Regions from separate parts of the Mus musculus genome. Here all the other regions are linked to region 3. Evidence: chromatin contacts called from public HiChIP or PLAC-seq data. All regions are on one chromosome and are shown on one strand. Each heading gives the region's core, a stretch centred on a gene start, on an enhancer-like site or on the middle of the called end of the contact. The rest is flanking DNA. Distances are from core to core; before and after follow the strand shown.

Region 1 (3,359 bases), core at 614-3,113, 54 kb after region 3:
CTTTTTTTTTTTGTTTTTTTGTTTTTTTGTTTTTTTTCGAGACAGGGTTTCTCTGTGTAGCCCTGGCTGTCCTGGAACTCACTTTGTAGACCAGGCTGGCCTCGAACTCAGAAATCCGCCTGCCTCTGCCTCCCAAGTGCTGGGATTAAAGGCGTACGCCACAACGCCCGGCTCATTCATCTATTTCTAAACAATTATATTTTATGTTTTGAGATATGGTCTCACTCTTCAGCCCAGACCAGTCTGGAATGCACTCTGTAGCCCAGGTTGGCCTCAGATTCATGGCAGTTCTTTTCCCTCAGCTTCCCACATGGGGCTTACAAGTGGGGGCCACTGTCCCTGCTTCCAGGATGAATCTGTTTTGTACCCACATCTTTTTTTTTCTTTTCATTTTTTGAGACAGGTTTTCTCTGTGTAGCCCTGGCTGTCCTGGAACTTACTCTGTAGACCAGGCTGGCCTCGAACTCAGAAATCTGCCTGCCTCTGCCTCCGAAGTGCTGGGATTAAAAGAAGACCTTTGCCACCGCACCTGGCCTCCTTTTTCTTTTTGTGGTTAACTTTTTACTTGGTGTAGACTCTTCTGATGAGCAGTGTGAGCAGCGTGAGCAGAGTGTGAGGGACTCACTTTATTTTCCTGAGAAACCATACTTGCCTGTCATGGCGAGTGCTCACTGCTCTATCCTTCCTGAAGTTTGTGATTTTATTTTTATCACGGAAGTTTTACTCCTAGGAGACATTCTAGGCTGTTCTCCAGGCTTATCTCTTCTTCAGTCAACATGCCATCATGTTCATCACCAGACTCAAACTTCTCTCTTCTGTCTGACACAGTAGTTCTCATTTTCAAAAAGCATTTTGTTATAGTTAAGGATTCATTTGCACAGATGAAATTCAGTTCAAGTGGCGTGTTTACTTATTCAGCCCTCCATCAATTACAGTGTTGTATCTCTGGTCTCTTTTATACAGGAGCTGATTAACTTGTTAGCAATTGTTGCCTAAGGAACTTACTGTACTGTGGAATACTCTTTAAAACTATACTTTGGAAGGTATCTCTGATGGAAATGATGAGAAAACTAACTTCAATTTCTGCTGTTTGAAGAGTGGGTGCCTGTGAGATTGGAGCGCTTGGACAAAGTGGCTCCTCCTGCCGGCCAGCCCTTCGGAACCACCTGATACTTGACTGTGTATGAAATACTTCAGTTTTGCTTTAAATACTGGCAGCAAGTGCTAGCGTTCGGGGTTGGGGATTTAGCTCAGTGGTAGAGCGCTTGCCTAGCAAGCGCAAGGCCCTGGGTTCGGTCCTCAGCTCTGGAAAAAAAAAAAAAAAAAAAAAAAGACAAAATAACAAAAAGACCAAAAAAAAACAAGGTAACTGGCACACACAACCTTTTTCATTTTCAAAGACCCCCCCCCAAGGGCATTTTCATGTCTGGGGGCAATATTTATTATCTGCCCTTTAGGATATCGCAGTATCAAATCGTTTCCAGCCCTCAGGGAGGGTCCGGTGCAGTGTACAGATGCGGTGATTGACAGTCCGGTGACAGCAGAGGATGCCGGATACTCCTCCCTCCTTGAAGCCTGCCCCTTGGGCCCTTCCTCCATTTCCTGGGAACGCCCCTGTGCCAGATCTTTGGTAACTTTTCTCATTTCTTTAAGACCCACGTTTGTGAATTCGGTCCCATCTGTTTGGATTTTGAAAATAAAAGCAGGGTTCGTCTGGACACCGCGAGCGACCCAGACGACGTGCCCCAAGCGACCTGACCCGCCCCACCCACCACGGAGCGAGCGGTACCAAGGAGGAGGAGCAAGGCTTCCCTCGGGCTAGCCCCGCCCATGTAGCATCTACCCATGCGCAGTGGGATGGGCTTTTTTTTTTTTTTTGGCTTCTTTAGCTTGCCGTCCTTACCCGCCCTGCTCCGCGCGGCATACACGGAAGTGTCTTCTTCATTCTGACAATCCGGGCGTTTGTGATCGCGTCTCGCCAGTTGGCGATTACTACACAGAATGAAAGGAATGCGAGGGCCGGGGGAGAGCCGAGACACCGCCATGGCCGTGGAGCAGGACATATTTGACGCCGTCGTGATGGCGGATGAGAGGTGGGCAGAGAGACCCGGCTCCGCCCCGCCCCGGCAGCTGCTGGGCAGTCCTCGGGGATACCCGCCTTCGCCATCTGCGAGCTGCCACTTTTTCTTGTCCTTTAATTGCCGCACATACGGCGGTATTCATGGGTCTGCTGATGGATATGTCGGGCAGGCCCCTTTGGATCCTGAAAAGTCCCCAGGGAACGCCTGGGCGGGACGGTGGCCCAGGTCATCTTGGCCTCTCCAGGCTGGCTGCTCATTGTGGGTTGGGTACCTCCCCGGGTGACTGCTCAGGCTCGGTTTAGGGAGTCGGGTCCTGGCAGATGCCCACGCCCCCAAATGGGGAGCTGTTCACTGCCTCACATGGGGGCTTCCAGAACATTCCTTCAACAGCGCCGGCAGCAATTTATTGCCAGTTTGAGGGTTGAACTCTTAGACACAATAATACCCACCTACCCAGAGCATCCCAGTGGTGGCATACTGTCTTGATCTTGGGGACATTTTCTGTACCTCTACAGAGGTGTGAGGAGTCCTGGGTGCTTGGAGTGTTTTAGAAACAAACAGGTTGAGTTATGATGGCATGTAGGCTCAGATGCACCTACCCTCACACCTACATTTTCAAAAGTAGATTCCTAGTGTGTTCCGAGCTTGCTTGAGTTTGTATCTTTACATTTTCCTTGTGGGTTCTGGTGCTCGGCTGGGTTTGGTAGTCATCTGTGTAGCCTACCTACAGTTACAGATGATAACCTGGCTTTCTAGGGGTTGGGGCTGTAGTTCAGTTAGTAGAGTGTTTGCCACAGAATGTAGCCCATATGTATCAGGGCTCCTCTTGGAGATGGTGGCACACACCTGTAATCTCAGCATTCAAGAGCTAGAGGCAGGGCTGCTTGAATTGGAGGCCAGCCTTGGCTGCACAGTGAGATACTGCCTCAAAAATGGGACTAATGGGCACAGTAATGGGCCAGGGTGTAGAAGAGCTAGACCTAGAAGCTGTATTCTGTGACTTGAGTTTTAAGCTTTTCCTACTACCCAGACTGCTGGGTCCAGTGGGATCTGGATAATACAAGGCAGGAAGAGGTATCTTGCCTGATGATGTGTGTTTCTTTATCACAGATTCCATGGGGAGGGATATCAGGAAGGCTATGAAGAAGGCAGTAGCTTGGGGATCGTTGAAGGAAAGCGGTATGGCATGGTACATGGAGCCAAGATTGGGTCTGAGGTAAGTGAGAGGGCTGCCTAGAAGTGACTTCATAGATGAGTGTGGTGGTCCTTACCTGTCAT
Region 2 (3,230 bases), core at 476-2,975, 35 kb after region 3:
CTGGCAAGAGTTCACCATGTGCCCAGGGAGTAGCCATCTGTGGATCCACTGTCACTCCTGTGCTCTGAGACAGGCCATCCTGCCTTTGTCACAAACAAGGCTCCATCTTCACCTCTTACGATGTGCATCCTTGGGGGCGCTCTGTCACTTTCCAGAGTCCCATTTTCTACCTTGTTCAGAGGTGGAAGTAAAACCCGCCCTGGAGAAGAATGTTCTTATGGCGGCCCCCAGTGACCCAACAGACTTTCCTCTGATCACTCCATTACCAACATCTCTAACTCTTCTGGGAGTCCCTGAGAAGGGCGCAGAGTGGGGATGGGGTGCTGCCACCCGCATGCCACCCTCCAGCCCAATTTGGGGGGACTCTTCAGTAAAGCCTCTGCCAACCTCCCTGGTACCCCACATTTATCACGGACATTAAAACAAAAGCGTCAGGAGAAGGCAATTAAGATTAATAGCCCGCGCTGTCGATTGAGAATCACAAGGGAGAAGTAATTAGATTTTACAGGAGACATCGCTCTCTAAAACAAGCCTCACAGCATGGGAGTCCCCGGTCCTGAGAGCCTTCGGTGATGTCTTTTTGTAAAGGCTTTCCTGATGACATTCTCCCAGAGCTCCGTCATTAATGCCAGTCACTGATGGCGTCTGAAAGTGGCGTGTTCCTCATTGAGATTCATCAGATCTGCCATTTCTCTGCTGTCCCGCCCCTGCAGACAGACCTCCCATCACCACGGAGCTAGGCCAGTACCTTTTTACCCAAACCAGCCTCCTGGGGCCCCACATACAGGAGTTGGGGGGTTGGAGGCATAATGAGAAAGGATAAGCGCTGAGCCAAAGCCCCCTGCGAGGACCCTTTCTTTCAGGCAGGGGAATTCTCTGCAGGCTGCCTCCTTTTCTTTGCAAGAGCGGCTCTAGGAGAAGCCCCCATTCTCCTCCCACCTGACCGGCCGCCAGCAGCGTCCACCGTTGCTCCTAGCTGGCCCCCTCCTCTCCGGTACGCAGCTGTCCCCCGCGCACAGACTCAAGGGCCTGATCATCGACCCAAGAGGGGATCCCGCGGCCTGCCGTGCTTCTGCACGCTGGTCAGTCCACCCTTCTCAAAAGTCGCAGCCCCAGTGACATTCCACTTGTGGAGTCCACGCGCGAGGCAGGCAGAGGACGTGCAGACAGCGACTGGCAGCACATTGGAGACCGAAACTAGGGCTGAAGCGCCACCTAGTGCGTGCGACACGTTCTCACGAGGTCTCCACCTTGTAGGGCAAATATCCATGAAAAGGGAGCCTAGGTCTGGGGCCGGGAGAATGAGGGAGGGTAGGATCTGCGATAGCGTGCTAAAGGAGAGATTCAAGACTCAAACAGGGGGCTACGGAGGCAGAGCTCTGCGTGCCTTCTAGTCTCTGTGACTGTCCCACGCGCATCCCTCTGAAAGCCCAGGGCCTGAAGACCTCAATAATTAATAGTAAAATTAAAATAGCCTATTCAATAACCACCAAGATACTGTGCATTGAACACTTGCTCCCCAGGCCAGGGTCGCAAAGGGGGGGCTCCTCCTCTGCCAGATCTGGCCGGCCTGGGCGGGGTCACTGGGTTGGGGCTTGAATGGGTGTGTGCGGGGGGCGGAGACTTGATGCAATTAGGAGGAGAAATGCTCTGATGCCCGGGTCACCTACCCGCGGGGCCCGCGGGACGAAACGTATATAAGGCCGCGTGCCCGGAGCCACCCCACTGTCGGAGCAGTAACTCTGTGCGCCCCACGCCACAAGCGCCCAGTTGCTTTGTGGGTTGTGCCTGCCCTGCGCCTGCAACTTGAGTCCCCGCCGCATCGCAGTCTCCGCGCCACCTTTGTAACGGCCTTCAGGACCCCGAGGTGTCATGGCGAGAAAGTGGAACGGGCGTGCGGTGGCCCGAGCCCTGGTCCTGGCCACTCTGTGGCTGGCTGTGTCTGGGCGTCCCCTGGCTCAGCAATCCCAGTCTGTGTCAGATGAAGATCCACTCTTTCTCTACGGCTGGGGCAAGATTACCCGCCTGCAGTACCTGTACTCCGCTGGTCCCTATGTCTCCAACTGCTTCCTCCGAATCCGGAGCGACGGCTCTGTGGACTGCGAGGAGGACCAAAACGAACGAAGTGAGTATCATTCAGCCCGTCCCCTCCGGTCCCTTAGGACCCAGAAGCACGTGGGTGTGTCGCCGTGGCCTTAACATCCTCCCACCCCTGACTTCCAGACTGGAGCTGGGGAAGGGCGATGCAGTGTGGCCCCGCTGTACTCACGTGTTGCTGGGGCCCGGCAACATCTTTCTCTTGCTCGCAGATTTGTTGGAATTCCGCGCGGTCGCTCTGAAGACGATTGCCATCAAGGACGTCAGCAGCGTGCGGTACCTCTGCATGAGCGCGGACGGCAAGATATACGGGCTGGTGAGTGTTCCTCCACGCGGCGGGATGCTCGCGGCCGCGTTGGGTCCGTATTGTTTTTGTTTGTTTGTTTGTTCTTTCGCCTCCTGCTCAGGTCCAAAAGGAACTTCGAGGGCAAGGTACCAATGATAGTGGGGCTAATATTGCTCTTGCCCGCCCTGCGTAAAGTGATGGCCCCAGGCTGTAGCGGGGGAGCAGGGAGACCAGAGAAGCTGTCTAATCTTCCCAAAGACTGGGCTAACTGCTGAGTCCCATTCAGCTTTCGGCCCCTTTGATACTGAACAGGAAAGCCTCCTCTCCTGGCTTTGCGTGTTCGTGGTCCTCGATTTCCTCCCCCTCCCTCAAATAAAAAAGAAAAGAAAAAGGAAAGAAGGGTCTTTTCAATCAATTTTTCTTAGGTCCATGGTGTGATGCAAAAATTAGATACTTTAGAAAGTACCCAAGATGCTCATCTGCTTGTGACCTGGGGGAACTGGAGTGAGGCGAGATGGCTAGGTTCACATAACCCCTAAAAATCGGTAGTCATGAAGTATGTAGGCTAGTGCTCTGTAGGAATAGAGGCTGGGTTCAAAGAAGCCTTCAGCCCTACCTCTGGCAGTACCAGTGCGAGGTCCCCCAGTGGGGAAGGATGGCTACCGGACTTAACGTTTTTGTTGTTTTGTTTCTTTAAGAGTCCCCAAATTGTCTGTGGCTCTGAAGTTGATTTATCTACATGAAAAGACCACAGAGAAAGGAAAGAAAGAAAGAAAGAAAGAAAGAAAGAAAGAAAGAAAGAAGGAAAGAAAGAAAGGGGTCTGCAGAGAAAGGAAGGGGCTTCAGA
Region 3 (3,391 bases), core at 658-3,157:
GTGCCACCACTGCCCAGCCACAATAAGATCCTTTAAAGGTGTGAATTGGCTGCAAGTGGAGTGAGTGAAGGCTCACAGGCTTGGGGAGACTGAGGTCCTAGGGCAGCCTAAGGTGGAGGAGTCCTGAGCCAAAAGATCTCTGGATCTTCCCTGCAGGGAAAGGGCTGGAAACTGGACAGGCATGAGGTCGGGGTCTGGTGGCAGACTGGGGTTAGTCCCGGAGAGCCCTATCCTCACCCGTGCTCTCATATTCTCCCCAACACTTCTGAACTTGGAGGAGCCGGAAGCTGGAGGTTCTGGAGCCACAGCCTGGAGCAAAAAGCAGGCCCCAAAGCAGTTTGATGATAGTGCCCAACCTTGGTCCTCCTGACTACTAACCACTGTCAAGAGCACCCACAGGGTGTGGTGGCCAGCAGCTCCTTCTGCAGTCACAGAGTCAGGGATGCACTCCCAAATTGAGTTGGGGTGGGGGGACCTGCCTACCACCAGGGCAATGATCTAGATCTGATCCAGCCTGGGCCCAGCCCCAGAAAGGAACACCCAGGAGTGCCCAGACTAAGGCCTGCAGCCCTCCTCCAGTGACACAGCAGGGGATCTAGGGAACCCTGTTACAGGAAGGGATGTTTCTCAGCAGGGTGTGTGTATGCATGCTTATGTGTGTACATCCATGAGTGTGTGTGTGTGTGTGTGTGTGTGCGCGCGCGCGCGCGTGTGTGCGTGCGCACACGTGTTCGTGGGAGCCTGTGCACAGCTGACTTTGCTCCCTAGCAAGCAAGGCCAGCAGCAGCTCTACCTGCCACTGGAGGATGCGGTTATCCCAGGCTGCCAGGTGCATCAGAATGCCTCATTAAGGGATTTGGAGACATGGTGTAATCCCCACTAAGGGATAGATAGATGCTCAAGTGTCTCCTCTAGGTCTCAGGACCTGGCTGCATTTCCGTTGGTGTTCTGAGTAGGACCAGGAATGATTGGTGCAAGCCCAATGACAGAGGTTTGGCAGAAGGAAGCCACAGCTCCCAGAAGCTCTGGTCCAAATTACTGATTCCTCGGTGAGGGGGTGCAGCAGGCTCTTCGGCTCCTCCATCAGTGGCCAGGTCACCTGCTGGCTCCAGGTTCCTCAGATACCACAGAACAGGGACATTCACACCTAGGAGAACAGTACCAGGGTTCTGCCCAGTTCACCCCCATCAGGCCAGAATGGCCACAGTTGGGTGTGGGGGTGCTGGTGGGGGAAGGGACCCTTCCAGATCCTTAGAGTTTGACATGCTCCTGGGTTGGGAAGTTCTGGCCTCCACACTTGAAAATCTCTGGGGAACTGATGCCCAATGTCTTGCCAGCTTTCTGTCCTTGCCTTGGGTTACCTAGGAGGAAAGTGCGGGTCTCTGCTGTCCCTGAATGTCCTCAACCTGAGTTCTCTTAGAAGCACCCACTCCGTAGTTTAGACTTCCCATCACCTGGAAGACCCTTAAATTTCCAAGCCTCTGGGGCCAGACCAAGCCTTGCCTCCCTCCCTCCGATCGTGCCCTACCTCCCGGCTCCCTTAGAGTTACACCCTGATAGCCAAGCCACAGTGTGACTTGCCTCCCACCGTCAGCTCAAGCCAGTCCTTGGCGCAGCAGAAAGGTTCTGGCGGTTCACCAAGTGTCCCGCAAGGAAGGAGCACAGGAGATGCCCTGGGGAGCAGAGAGCCAAGGGGCGGGATCAACAGGTTCGAGTGCGGGGCGGAGCCAAGAGTAAGGGGTTGGGGTCTCTCCAGGTGACAGTAGCCACCGCCAGGCCCGCGCCTCCTCCCCCGGCGGTGATTGGCAGGCGGCCTGCGCCCCGGCTCCCAGGCGACCGACGCCCCGCGGGGCAGGCGAGTAGGAGGGGGCGCCGGCTATATATACCACTGCTCCGGAGGGCTGGGCGCGCGGGGACTATCCCGCCACCGTTGCGTCCCTATTTGCTCTCGCTACTTAGGTCTGTGCGCAGCACTCACCGAACTCACGGCCCGCAGCTCGAACTCACGCACGGCCCGCGGGCCGGGATGGCGAAACGCGGGCCGACCACAGGGACGCTGCTGCCCAGGGTCCTGCTGGCCCTGGTGGTGGCCCTGGCGGACCGAGGGACCGCCGCACCCAACGGCACGCGGCACGCAGAATTGGGGCACGGCTGGGACGGCTTGGTGGCCCGCTCGCTGGCACGCCTGCCGGTGGCCGCGCAGCCCCCGCAGGCGGCGGTCCGCAGCGGCGCAGGGGACTACCTGCTGGGCCTCAAAAGGCTTCGGCGGCTCTACTGCAACGTGGGCATCGGATTCCACCTGCAGGTGCTGCCCGACGGCCGCATCGGTGGTGTGCACGCAGACACGAGGGACAGTGAGTTCTGGGCGCGCCGAGGGGATAGGGTCCCGGGCAGTAGTAGTCTCGGGGGCTGAGTAGAGTCGAGCTCCCACCCCTTGGGCTCCAGGACTGAGAGCGCACCCGGCGGCCGAGCCCCGCCTCCCGCCTTCGGAAGCCTGGTCTCTCGGTGCGGAATTCCATCGCCTTCACCCGCCCGCACCCACGGGAGCCCGGGACAAGCGCCCAGACTGAGGCTGGACTTGAGGGCCACCGGTAGACAGGAGATGAGCTCTTAAAGCTTGCTTTGGGGACCCTGGGCTTTTCACCCCAGCATCGAGATCCCAAGAGGCTTAGAGTCGGAGGGTCTGTGTGGGTCCAGGGTCACCTAGGCTTTTCTGACCTGCGATCCCTCCCCCCCAACCCCCGCCTCCCCAGGTCTTCTGGAGCTCTCTCCGGTGCAGCGAGGCGTGGTGAGCATCTTCGGAGTGGCCAGCCGGTTCTTCGTGGCCATGAGCAGCAGGGGCAAGCTCTTCGGTGTGGTGAGTGCCAGCGGGTCTGGCTGGGCCACCTGCTCGATACAGTGTGCAAGACTAGCGGGATTGTAAACCCTTCACCCCACACATACACTTGTGTGTTGGTCACAGAGGACTGGCAGTAGGATTGCCAGGTCTCACGTTTTCAGTCAAAGTAGCCAGAGCCAGGCTGGGTTTCTAGACCAAGGGAACTACCCCATCCAATTTCCTCCTGAGTGAGGTACTTACTGATTGGGGCGGGTGGGGCGGGGAGAGGGGTACTCCAGCAGGAGATATTAAGTTGATAGGGGCAAAGCAGGTGAGCTAGCTATGCCTAGCGTGGACTTATCACCTCTTCGAAATCTGGGACAGTTTTGACACTCCGCCTACCTAAGAAAGATCTCTTGGGTCCCGATTGCGGCAGGTCCCTGGCTCACCCAGTACCCTCTTTCCCAGCCTTTCTTTACCGACGAGTGTAAATTCAAAGAAATACTTCTGCCCAACAACTACAACGCCTACGAATCCTACGCGTACCCCGGTATGTTCATGGCCCTCAGTAAG

Evidence for each region. HiChIP or PLAC-seq counts read pairs in DNA pulled down with a chosen protein or histone mark.
Region 1: an H3K4me3 HiChIP or PLAC-seq map of embryonic stem cells shows a contact between it and region 3, with 41 read pairs. The contact joins the promoter of LTO1 here to the promoter of Fgf4 in region 3. A contact is called at or near these places in 6 of 39 promoter capture datasets (the 3T3-L1 cell line, the SN4741 cell line, embryonic stem cells and 2 more), 1 of 484 Hi-C or Micro-C datasets (embryonic stem cells), 3 of 115 datasets of contacts at active chromatin or transcription factors (all in embryonic stem cells) and 3 of 9 other capture datasets (adipose tissue, liver and pancreatic islet).
Region 2: an H3K4me3 HiChIP or PLAC-seq map of embryonic stem cells shows a contact between it and region 3, with 68 read pairs. The contact joins the promoter of Fgf15 here to the promoter of Fgf4 in region 3. A contact is called at or near these places in 9 of 39 promoter capture datasets (the 3T3-L1 cell line, the SN4741 cell line, embryonic stem cells and 3 more), 4 of 15 datasets of contacts at CTCF or cohesin (CD8 T cells and embryonic stem cells), 17 of 484 Hi-C or Micro-C datasets (B cells, LSK cells, Th2 cells and 8 more), 12 of 115 datasets of contacts at active chromatin or transcription factors (embryonic fibroblasts, embryonic forebrain, embryonic limb bud and 3 more) and 3 of 9 other capture datasets (adipose tissue, liver and pancreatic islet).

Annotation. Positions count from the first base shown.
Region 1 is chr7:144,913,237-144,916,595 of GRCm38.p6, forward strand. It overlaps LTO1 (ABCE maturation factor), which reads left to right and starts at 1,864. Exons shown (of 4, transcript NM_001357869.1): 1 at 1,864-2,093; 2 at 3,192-3,297. The coding sequence starts at 2,002. Bc1 (brain cytoplasmic RNA 1) reads left to right here and starts at 1,234. Exons shown (of 1, transcript NR_038088.1): 1 at 1,234-1,387.
Region 2 is chr7:144,894,807-144,898,036 of GRCm38.p6, forward strand. Fgf15 (fibroblast growth factor 15) reads left to right here and starts at 1,726. Exons shown (of 3, transcript NM_008003.2): 1 at 1,726-2,125; 2 at 2,310-2,413. The coding sequence starts at 1,873. It overlaps Gm26793 (a long non-coding RNA gene), which reads right to left. Exons shown (of 2, transcript XR_003946907.1): 1 at 2,270-3,230; 2 at 1-2,099. RefSeq lists a promoter at 1-1,811, enhancers at 312-358, 333-875, 333-684, 705-737 and a cis regulatory region at 1,578-1,592.
Region 3 is chr7:144,859,479-144,862,869 of GRCm38.p6, forward strand. It overlaps Fgf4 (fibroblast growth factor 4), which reads left to right and starts at 1,908. Exons shown (of 3, transcript NM_010202.6): 1 at 1,908-2,354; 2 at 2,754-2,857; 3 at 3,287-3,391. The coding sequence starts at 2,027. RefSeq lists promoters at 1-1,911, 1,474-1,911.